Linked DNA regions of Bombyx mori: region 1 is linked to region 2. The links are chromatin contacts, called in public Hi-C maps. All regions are on one chromosome and are shown on one strand. Each heading gives the region's core, a stretch centred on a gene start, on an enhancer-like site or on the middle of the called end of the contact. The rest is flanking DNA. Distances are from core to core; before and after follow the strand shown.

What was found. Hi-C and Micro-C count contacts between places; a contact is called where the count stands out from the background.
Region 1: a contact with region 2 is called in a Hi-C map of midgut, with 2.1 times the contacts expected there. The contact joins the enhancer-like site here to the promoter of LOC119629179 in region 2. A contact is called at or near these places in 4 of 7 Hi-C or Micro-C datasets (midgut, posterior silk gland and whole pupa).

What each region holds. Positions count from the first base shown.
Region 1 is chr11:10,486,321-10,491,385 of ASM3026992v2, forward strand. It overlaps LOC101736775 (a long non-coding RNA gene), which reads left to right. Exons shown (of 2, transcript XR_009974277.1): 2 at 3,639-5,065. Among protein-coding and RNA genes, the nearest start is that of LOC732898, 21 kb to the right of the region's middle. Within about 2 kb of position 3,766, at least 1 of the 8 cell types and tissues checked has open chromatin away from gene starts, as enhancers often do.
Region 2 is chr11:10,453,158-10,458,667 of ASM3026992v2, forward strand. LOC119629179 (histone-lysine N-methyltransferase SETMAR-like) reads left to right here and starts at 2,898. Exons shown (of 2, transcript XM_038014219.1): 1 at 2,898-3,063; 2 at 3,116-3,459. The coding sequence starts at 2,898. The coding sequence ends at 3,459.

The DNA of each region.
Region 1 (5,065 bases), core at 2,516-5,015, 34 kb after region 2:
CCCTTTACCTTGTACGACAATTGGGACAACACCTACAGAAGTAGCACAAATCGTAGCCCTATTGCAAGAAGAGCTCAGCCAGCGGATTGTCGCTCGTCGGCTCCAAATAAGCCATTCCTGTGTTTCAAAAGTTTGCAAGCGCTTTCAAGAGACTGGTAGCTTTATCCCGAGACCAAGATCTGGACGGCGCCGGGGCACATCGGAGAGGAATGACCGTTTTATCGTGTTAACCTCTCTCCGAAATCGGCATTAACCTGGTGTCGACGTCCAACAGGAGCTCCGAGATGTTCGTAGGGTAGCAGCTAGCAAGTAGACAGTTCGTCGACGACTCAAGCAAGCGAATCTGACTCCAAACAGGCCTGTCACAGGCCCGAAACTCACGGTAGCTCATCGACAAGCACGCCTTCAATTTGCTCGTACCAATCTTAATTGAGAGGTTGAGCAATGGAGGCAAATCCTGTTCTCCGACGAGAGCAGGATGTGTTGCATGGTAGCGACCGAAGAGGTTGGGTCTACAGGCGGCCTGGGGAGCGATTTGCGCAGTGCTGTTTCGCTGAAACAGTGGCTTATGGGGTCGGCTCTTGTATGATGTGGGCCGGCATTTCCTTCGACGGTAAAACCGAGCTTGTTTTCGTGCCTGGTGGGGGACGAGGAGGCGGTCAACTTCGGACGGGTACATTTCCAATATTCTGCTGGAACATGTCGTTCCCTATGCGGGATATGCCGGTGATAGCTTCCTCCTTAAGCACGATAACGCTCGTTGTCACACTGCCCGTGGAACAACTGAATACTTCGAAGAAGTCTATATCGCCACATTGGACTGGCCTGCGCTCAGCCCTGACTTGAATCCTATTCAGCACGTGTGGGATGAACTGAAGAATAGGGTTCGTTCCAGAACTTCTGCTCCTTCATGCCTGAATGAGCTGAAATCGGCGTTGATTGAGAAGTGGGAAGGTATCCCACAAGAATCAATTCAAAAGCTGATCAGGTCTATGAAGAATCGTCTTCGAGGAGTTATTAGGGCAAGGGAAGGGAACACAAAGTACTGACATTTAATTTTAAGGCTAAATAAAATTTTTATTTATAAATTTTTGTTGTTTTATGCATTCATTATTTTTCCATATTTCCTTTGTTTCCTACCTCCTTCACTTAATCCGGAATAGCTCCTTAACTACTGGCTCGATTTGAATGAATTTGGTATCAGTTTAAAGTTAAGAGTTCAACCTTTAAAATAATCTCATTTTTATGATTATCAAAAAAATATTTAGTACACAAGATCGCGCGGAATCAATTTCAAGTAAGTGATTCCAAACTTTTGCTCGCGAGTGTAATTTTTTTGTCCAATAAACTGGAGATACGAGTTCGAGTTACAGCTACTACGTACCTAATTCGTAATCCCCAAAATCAATATCGCAATAATTGGCAATGTGTCACATGATACTACTCTAAATACGCAGATACCACCATCTTGTCTAACTCCGCGAACCAATATCTGAAAACTTTAAAAAGCTTTGTACCGATGCGTTTGAAGCTTTAATCTTACTTTAAGATTCGCAGTAACATTATCACTACATCACTACAAAGAGCTTTTTTTGTCCCTATATCCCTATGTATGCTTAAACCTTTAAAACTACGCAAAGGATTTTGATGCGTTTTTTTAATAGATAGAGTGATTGAAGAGGAAGGTTTATATGTATAATAAGATCCATTAAATAGTAGAGAAATCAATAGTAAATTATAATTTCCGAAGCGAAGCGAGGGCGGGTCGCTAGTTTAATATTAATCAGACATAAATGTGTCAAACTCCAGTAGGCAGTGTAAAAAGATATGCCGCTGCGTAAAAATAATTTGACAACCAGAGACAATTTGACTCGCGAAATTGGTTAAATAGTCTCTGTATCAGACCATTTATACGTAATCATTTCAAATTTAAATCATTTAATGCGTATTTGCGTGGGTACAGCGCGTTGTAGAATAACATGTTGTGAAGCTCAATCGATACTGATATTAAGCGCATAATAATCTTAGGAATTATATGTTATATGTTCTTGCATACACTATATCTCTGAACACTGAGGCTAATACATAATCTATTTATAATCTAAATGTTATTGACCTCATTTAGCTGTCTTATTCATATATGACACTTAATTTAAAGTACTATCTGAGAAAGTTATGATTTTGAATAATTAGAATTATTAGCTTAGTACTAGCGGCATACTCTCATTGTCTGAATACTTTGCAGAGTCATTACAATGATAAGTATACGAAAGGAGAATGGAAACAATATTAAAGTAGGTGTGTGCGCTAACAAACCTATTTATAGTTGATCTAAATGTTTGCTCTGTCTGTCTTGTGACACCGATTTTATCTACGAATGAAAAAAATTCCCAGCCAAGACAATCATAAAGCGAAACTACAAATGTTGGTATACGTAGGATCAAGTATGTTCCTTATCATGAAGTATCAACAAATAAACTTTTCCGACAGTAAAAACCTTCGTTGTCGGGATGCCAATAAACTGGTAGAAGCGTCTAGAATTGTTTTTTTTTTTAATAATATTGTTAACGATTATGTTTTTTTTTTTGTTTGTTTCCAAACTTGAAATTCCAGTAACCTATAAAAATGTTTTTTTTTTCCAATGAATATATGAACCGAGAATATTTGTGACTTTGTTTGTTTGTTCGTATTTCAATAAAGAGCTCTTTTAACAAGCATTTGTATCTAGCGATAGTCACAGCAAAGCGTTTTACGAGTCTTATCTTTTAATGTATTTTCTTTATAAGCCACAATTAATGTTACTTTGTATGCTTATCCTCAATTCATTTTTAAACCAGTCATCCGATTATGATGAAACTTGGTGCAGCTAAAGTCGTCGTGGCCTAAAGGATAAGACGTCCGGTGCATTCGTATCTAACGATGCACCGGTGTTCCAATCCCGCAGGCGGGTACCAATTTTTCTAATGAAATACGTACTTAGCAAATGTTCACGATCGACTTCCACGGTGAAGGAATAACATCGTGTAGTAAAAATCAAACCCGCAAAATTATAATTTGCGTAATTACTGGTGGTAGGACCTCATGTGAGTCCGCACGGGTAGGTACCACCACCCCGCCTATTTCTGTCGTGAAGCAGTAATGCGTTTCGGCTTGAAGGGTGGGGCAGCCGTTGTAATTATACTGAGACTTTAGAACTTATATCTCAAGGTGGGTGGCGCATTTACGTTGTAAATGTCTATGGGCTCCAGTAACCACTTAAGACCAGGTGGGCTGTGAGCTCGTCCACCCATCTAAGCAATAAATAAAAAAAGCTATTTTTTACACTTCAGAGATTTTTCTGTTAGTACCATCGACGTACGATAGGTGGCGTATTTATTTCATATTTTCAACAATACTTACAGCAGAACCAGGCTGCATTTCACTGGTCTAATGGATTAAACATTAATTTTCCCTTATTACTATAAATATTAGACATACAGTTTAAGTCTCATTGCACAATGTGTGTCTTTGTTCTCTGATTGCGATAAAACTTGATGCGGTTATTTCATTAGCGCTTACTTTCATAAAAGCGAATTTCGTTTCGTTAAAATCTCACCTCCTCAATCATATACTAATGAAATATTTTTTTCTTTCTTCAGATCTGTAGAGAAGCCGAAGAACGAGCTTCAGTTGACATTCTCGCCGCTAACAAAGGAAATGAAGTTCAAGAGGCACATCAGATCGATGTCCGACGTCCAGAATAGCACCCCACACAGACTGTCCTACCGCTCGCGGAGGGGCAGCAACCACATCCTGCTAACGTACGACTCGGACACACGCACCAGAAGGACCGCCTCAAGGTTCCTATTGACGGATTCGTCTGACTCGAGCGACTACTGCGAATCACCAAAAAAAACGATTTGCTTAGGTCAGAACATTATAAAGCATTCGGATTCCATGAGAATACTGTAAGGCGATAGATCTGATTGAGGAGGCTGTGCAATCTAGTTCGCTAGCTAGATCGATATCACGTCAGGTATATTTTTTAGTATTTGGACTAAATATGTTGTCGTTTACATAAAAACGCACAAAATATTGCATTTTTTATATTGATGATTCGCAGCGAGATGGCTTCTCGTTTTACGTGCTATCAAGGGCGGATCCAGCTTTGGTGCCAGGAGGGGGTCACATAGTCATGGTCAAGTCAAGAACTTATAAGTTAATCTTGATAACAATAGATACAAGTAAAAAGTAGGTATTTTATTATAAGCACATTAAAGGTATAAGCACATTAAAGGTATAAAGAAATTTTAGTTTTTTAACTTAGAACTATGTTATGATATGTTGAAGTTTAGTCGTTCCGATTCCGATTGAGGTTAGGATTCAATTTGAGGTTAGGCCTAAGACGTTACGTAGTCGACAAGCGCGCGCGAGTGTGGCGCGGTAAAATTCAAATTTTCGATGCGTTCGTTCCCAAACATTTGCCATCATACAAAGTTATTATTTTATATTAAATTAATTAAGGAGCAATATAAGGAGCAACAATATACCTAGTCTTGCCATAAATACTGTTACAAAGGAAAACAAAAAAAATTCTATGGCAAATAACATTTATTACTTTTACAGTGCGTTAGTTTAATACATAAATATAAAACAATTTAAAGTATAAAAAGCTTAATCGAAGTGGTCTCCATTGGCTGCAATACAGTCCTTTAAACGTTAAGACCAGTTATCAATAGAAGCACGCACTCTCTCCATGGGAAAATTTTTCACTGCCAATCCTACGGATTGTTTTATTTTATTTTTTTATTGCCGTATAGGCAGACGAGCATACGGCCCACCTGATGGAGAGTGGTTACCGTCGCTCATGGACGTCAGCAATGCCAGGGGCAGAGCCAAGCCGCTGCCTACCGTTTAATACTCTCCACAAGCCTCGTTTGAAGAAGGACATGTCATAGCGCTCGGGAAACACCGTGGAGGGGAGCTCATTCCATAGCCGGATGTTTTAGGGACTCCAAATTATCATGGCGCTTAGAACAAGCCGTACTCTCTAAAACTGACCATAAATCATAATCCAGCGAATTAA
Region 2 (5,510 bases), core at 1,648-4,147:
CGCACACACATAGACACCCTCCAATCCCTACAATCCCGCTTTTGCAGGTTAGCTGTCGGGGCTCCGTGGTTCGTGAGGAACGTTGACCTACACGACGACCTGGGCCTCGAATCAATTCGGAAATACATGAAGTCAGCGTCAGAACGATACTTCGATAAGGCTATGCGTCATGATAATCGCCTTATCGTTGCCGCCGCTGACTACTCCCCGAATCCTGATCATGCAGGAGCCAGTCACCGTCGACGCCCTAGACACGTCCTTACGGATCCATCAGATCCAATAACCTTTGCATTAGATGCCTTCAGCTCTAATACTAGGAGCAGGCTTAGGGACCCCGGTACCCGTACTCGTCGAACTCGACAAAGAGGTCGACGTGCAACCTAACCCATGCATCAGCCCGCTGAGTTTCTCGCCGGATCTTCTCAGTGGGTCGCGATTCCGATCCGGTAGTAGATTCATTCGCGAAGCAGCTACTCTTGAGTTGTTAGGTCTCCTTCGGAGGCGCTCGGGTAGCTGTTAGCAAATCCCACCCCTCCTGGCTGAGCCTTTGCTCGCCCACCTGTCCTGGTGAAACTGGAAAGGCCTCCGGGCCACCAGTAATCCTTCAATCATAAAAAAAAAAAAAAAAAAAAAAAAAAAAAAAAAAAAAAAAAAAAAAAAAAAAAAAAAAAAAAAAAAAAAAACTTTATATATATATTAACAGGCTAATTATTGAAATACGAAGGGGCAATTTTTTTAGCCACGATGGATGAATGAATAATCACTAATAGATACAATGACGTCACTGTTGGGACATGAGGTCGATCTTTCAATTTGATTGCTTAACGGCGTTCGTAATTTATTGCTTAATTCTCATTTTTATCTTAATAATAAGTAATTTTGAATAATATTTGCACGCCGACCTGGTAGAAACACGCTGTTCTATAAAATAACTATCAAGTATCAACACAACTTTGTAAACCATGTTTTAGCTAATAAAGTTTGATTTGATTTGATTTGATAATAATTAAAAATAGTATTCAATCTAAAAAACGGATGAGCGTTATGGCGCTGGTAATTACGTGATTCGCGTTTAATACTTGTGTGTGTGTAAGTGTGAAATTTAATTGTTTCAGTGTGCCGTGCGGTGGCAAAAGAGACTTATCAAATATTGATCACGAAAAACGATGTGATGTCATATCTTATTTTAATCGTACAATATTCTGACTCACGTAACTAATGGTACAACATAACTAAGCGTATTAGAATGAATAGAAACTTTCTAATACACTTAGATCGGAACAAAATTATTCTTTCACTGTTGTGTAATATTCATCGGCAAATAACGATCGTTATCTAAGGCGCCACAAAAAGTACTATTACGTTATCAAGTCGATATAATCGGCTTGTAATAAAGTATTGATTGAAAGTAAATATGACCTAAGAAATATACCTTAATATTATGATTGTAAACCCAAAAGGATTATGGTTAATTATATGGATTATGTTTCTGGCTGTGTGGCGTTCGTCCTAGGATAGGACCATCCCATCTCTTCCTGTGGATGTCGGGGAAAACGGCAAAGGGATTTAGTGGAGAACAAGCAACCGCGTTGTGTGAGTATTATTAAATAATCGCAATCGCCAACCGGCATTTACTGGTAGTAGTTTACTAGTAGGAGTGTATTGCAAGCCCGCGCGGGTACGTACAACCATCCTGCCCATTTCTGCCGCAAACCAATCATACTATACGGTTCCAAGAGTGGGATAGCCGTTGTGTACTTTAAGTTAGATTTGATCATATATCCCAGAGAGGATGGTGACAATAACGTTGTGATTTATACACTCTTCGGTGATACACTTTAGACCACGTCAAAATCTAACCTAATCTGCCTGAAGGATTTGAACACGGCATAGTCGCTCAATATGTGTAAACCAGGCGTCTTACCCTTTAAGCCACGGTGACTAACAGATAGTACTTTAAGAATAATATACATATAAACCTGATGTGTCACTATAAATGTCTAAAGTATAACAAGAGATGGGAGAATAATTGCTGATAATTAAAAAAAAAAACTAAAATCATAGTCATAAATTGAGTAAGACAATCAGTGTTAACTATCCCAACATAATTCTTGGAAGATCACAAACAATTTTAATGATTACGTAATTAGTTTAACGATTTACTTATCGAGGCAATTGACCGTAATTAAGTATAATTAATTCATAGTATTAGATCATTTGAAAGTCACAGCTTTAAACTACGAGGGCGGGATGATAAGTAACTAGCCTCTACTATTTAAAAAGTTAAACTTTAAAAAATATATATGTCATTTTTAAATTCGTATCTCTGGCTACCTGTGTTCTAAAATTGAATTTGGTGGCGTGAAAATTTTATTGATTTTTTGTCATTTGAAAATATATTTCGTCAAGTGTTTTCAAAATGGATAAAATTGAACAAAGAGCGGTGATAAAGTTTCTTCATATGAAGGGCACGAAAGGGAAAGATATCTATGACGAGTTAAATAATGCTTAGGGTGAATGTGCTCCTTCTTATGCCACAGTAAAAAACTGGGTGGCTGAGTTTAAACGCGGTCGCACATATGTCCAAGATGAAGCCCGCCCCGGACGTCCAAAAAGCGTCACGACTCCGGAGATGGTCGTGAAAGTACATGATATGGTTTTAACAGATCGACGATTGAAGTTATCTGAAATAGCTGATACTACAGGTATCTCAAAAGACCGGGTACATCATATCCTAAGTGAGGAATTAAACATGAAAAAGTCATCGGCCCGTTGGGTGCCGCGATTGCTTACGCACGATCAAAAGAATATTCGGGTGCAAAAGTCAAAAGAATGTCTGGACCGTTTCAGAGTAATAATGCCGATTTTTTACGTCGATTTGTAACAACAGATGAAACATGGGTTCGTTATTACACGCCAGAATCAAAAATTCAATCAAAACAGTGGCCGCAATCGCGATGCCCGGCTCCAAAAAAGCCATGGCTGTAAAGTCGGCTGGAAAAGTGATGGCTTCCGTCTTTTGGGATGCAGATGGGATCTTGATGATAGTTTACCTTCCTAAAGGTCAAAGATTAATGGAGAATACTACGCTAATCTTCTAGATAATTTTCATCAGTGTATTCAGCAAAAACGACCAGATTTGGCGAAAAAAAAATCATCTTCCCGCAAGACAACGCCAGGGTTCACACATGTGTTAAAGCTATGGCAAAAATCAACGAATTGAAGTATGATTTGCTGTCCCACCCACCTTATTCGCCTGATATAGCGCCATCAGACTTCCACTTATTCCCTAAGCTCAAAACTTTTTTGGGCGGACAGAAATTTGCCACAAGTGATGAAGTCATAGGCGCTGTAGAGGAGTATTTTGCAGGCCTCGAAAGAAATCATTTTATGGAAGGCATTACTGCTTTAGAACGAACATGGAATAAGTGCGTTCACGGAGACTATGTCAAAAAATAAATTTAATTTTATCACGAAAAGTTAAGTGTTTTATTGTTAGGATTAGCCTTACTTATCATTCCGCCCTTGTAGTATCTTATTTTTTGGTACTAGTGGAAAGATGAAATAAATATATAAATGAAATAAAGAGAAAATGACTCCATAGAGCGCCTTGTGGTTCAGGGCGAAGTGGAAGGCACCAGACTACGTGGAATGTGACCCATGCGACGGACCGAACAAGTCAAGCCGGCAGTTGGCGATTATTTACATAAGTGTACCAGACTCACCACAGACTGGGATAAGTGGCGATTGCTCGTGAGGCACATAACATCTGTCCACAGCAATAATACTGAATGATGATCACGACCGCTCCGACAAGAGTGATACGACAAAAAAACAATTTTTTTGCGCATTTCTATACTAATATAATATTATAAAGAGGAAAGATTTGTTTGTCTGTTTGTATTGAATAGGCTCCGAAACTACTGAACCGATTTGAAAAATTCTTTCGCTGTTTGGAAGCTACACTATTCCCGAGTGACATAGGCTATAACCTTTTTAAAAAAAAATAGGGATCTTTACTAAAACTCCAATAATGTAACCCAATGTGTAAAAAAATTACCTAAAATATTCTTTACATCGCGTGCCCTGCGAAACCTATTGATAATAGAATAAAATGATGTACCACGACTTTGTAGAACATATTATTATTTACAAAAAGTGTCGCGACAGCATATGTCCAACTATTATAGTTATGCCGCAATAAGTTTTATTTTAATTAAAAAAATAAAACGTCAAATATCGTTGAAAATTTTCTTAAAGACCCGAGCGGAGCCGGAGCGGGCCGCTAGTTATAAAATAAAATACGAGGTCATCCTTGTTATTCTCTTTTTTAGCGCATCACAATATGAAGGGGATCTTAATGAATAAATTTACAAGCACACGATATTACCATTTGCAGCATATTCATTGAATCACAACGTTAACCGGAGATCGTAGCCAAGCGACAATTACTTCCTCATTGGGCGGGCACAATGTCGTTAAACTTCAGTGAATAAGACATCATTATGTGTCATCGATTTGTTTCTTTTTCTTCTAATTGCGCGCAAAAGAACGAAAACACATTTGTTTGGTTTAAATTTATACGCAGTAATTTTTGAAATGGTTTGCACTGGCATTTATCCGTCATCATCGCGCCTAACAAATAAGTAATGTACGTAAAAAGTTTAATGACCTTAATTAATTTTGTATTACAAATTTCAAACTGTAAATTAATTACGGGTTTTATTTCTATATCGTTCAAAATTCACTTGCTTTAATAAGTATGTTACGTGTACATCATTTACAAGCAGTTTATAAGCCTGATTTTTTTTTTAAATTGATAAATTATTCACTGTAACACAAAATGTACCTATGGTCTTTTTCATCCTACCGCAATTCGCTGATCTAAGGAGATAATCCAGCTACGCGTGGACGGGTAAGTTAGCTCACGGGTTCGCCCTAAGAGAATTTACTGGTGGTAGGTCCTCTTGTGACCCTGCCTATTTCTGCCGTGTAGTAGTAAGGGTGGGGCAGCCATTGTAACCATACTGAGACTTTAGAACTTATATCTCAAGGTGGGTGGCGCATTTATGTTGTAGATGTCTATGGGCTCCAGTGACCACTTAACACCAGGTAGGCTGTGAGCACGTCCACCCATCTACGCAATAAAAAAATTATGCTAATACTAGCCCTAGCAAAAGCAGTGCTTTACAGATACCGCCGGATCGGAATTAGGACCCACTGAGCAGATCCGGCGAGAAACTCAGTAGTGGGCTGTGTCGATGAGTGGACTTATAATAAATAACTTGAGCTAGATACGAGTCTGATACATAATCATAAATATGTAAGAAGATAATAACATTAAACATACATTTTAGGATAATCATATCAGTTTTTGTCTTTCCGATGAAGATCACACATCTTTAACGTTGTTTTTTCACGTGTCCGATTGATATCTAGGTCGTATCGATTTCCAAAAAACGCTTCATAATATCCTATGTATTGAATTATATTGTATATATTTTTTTTTA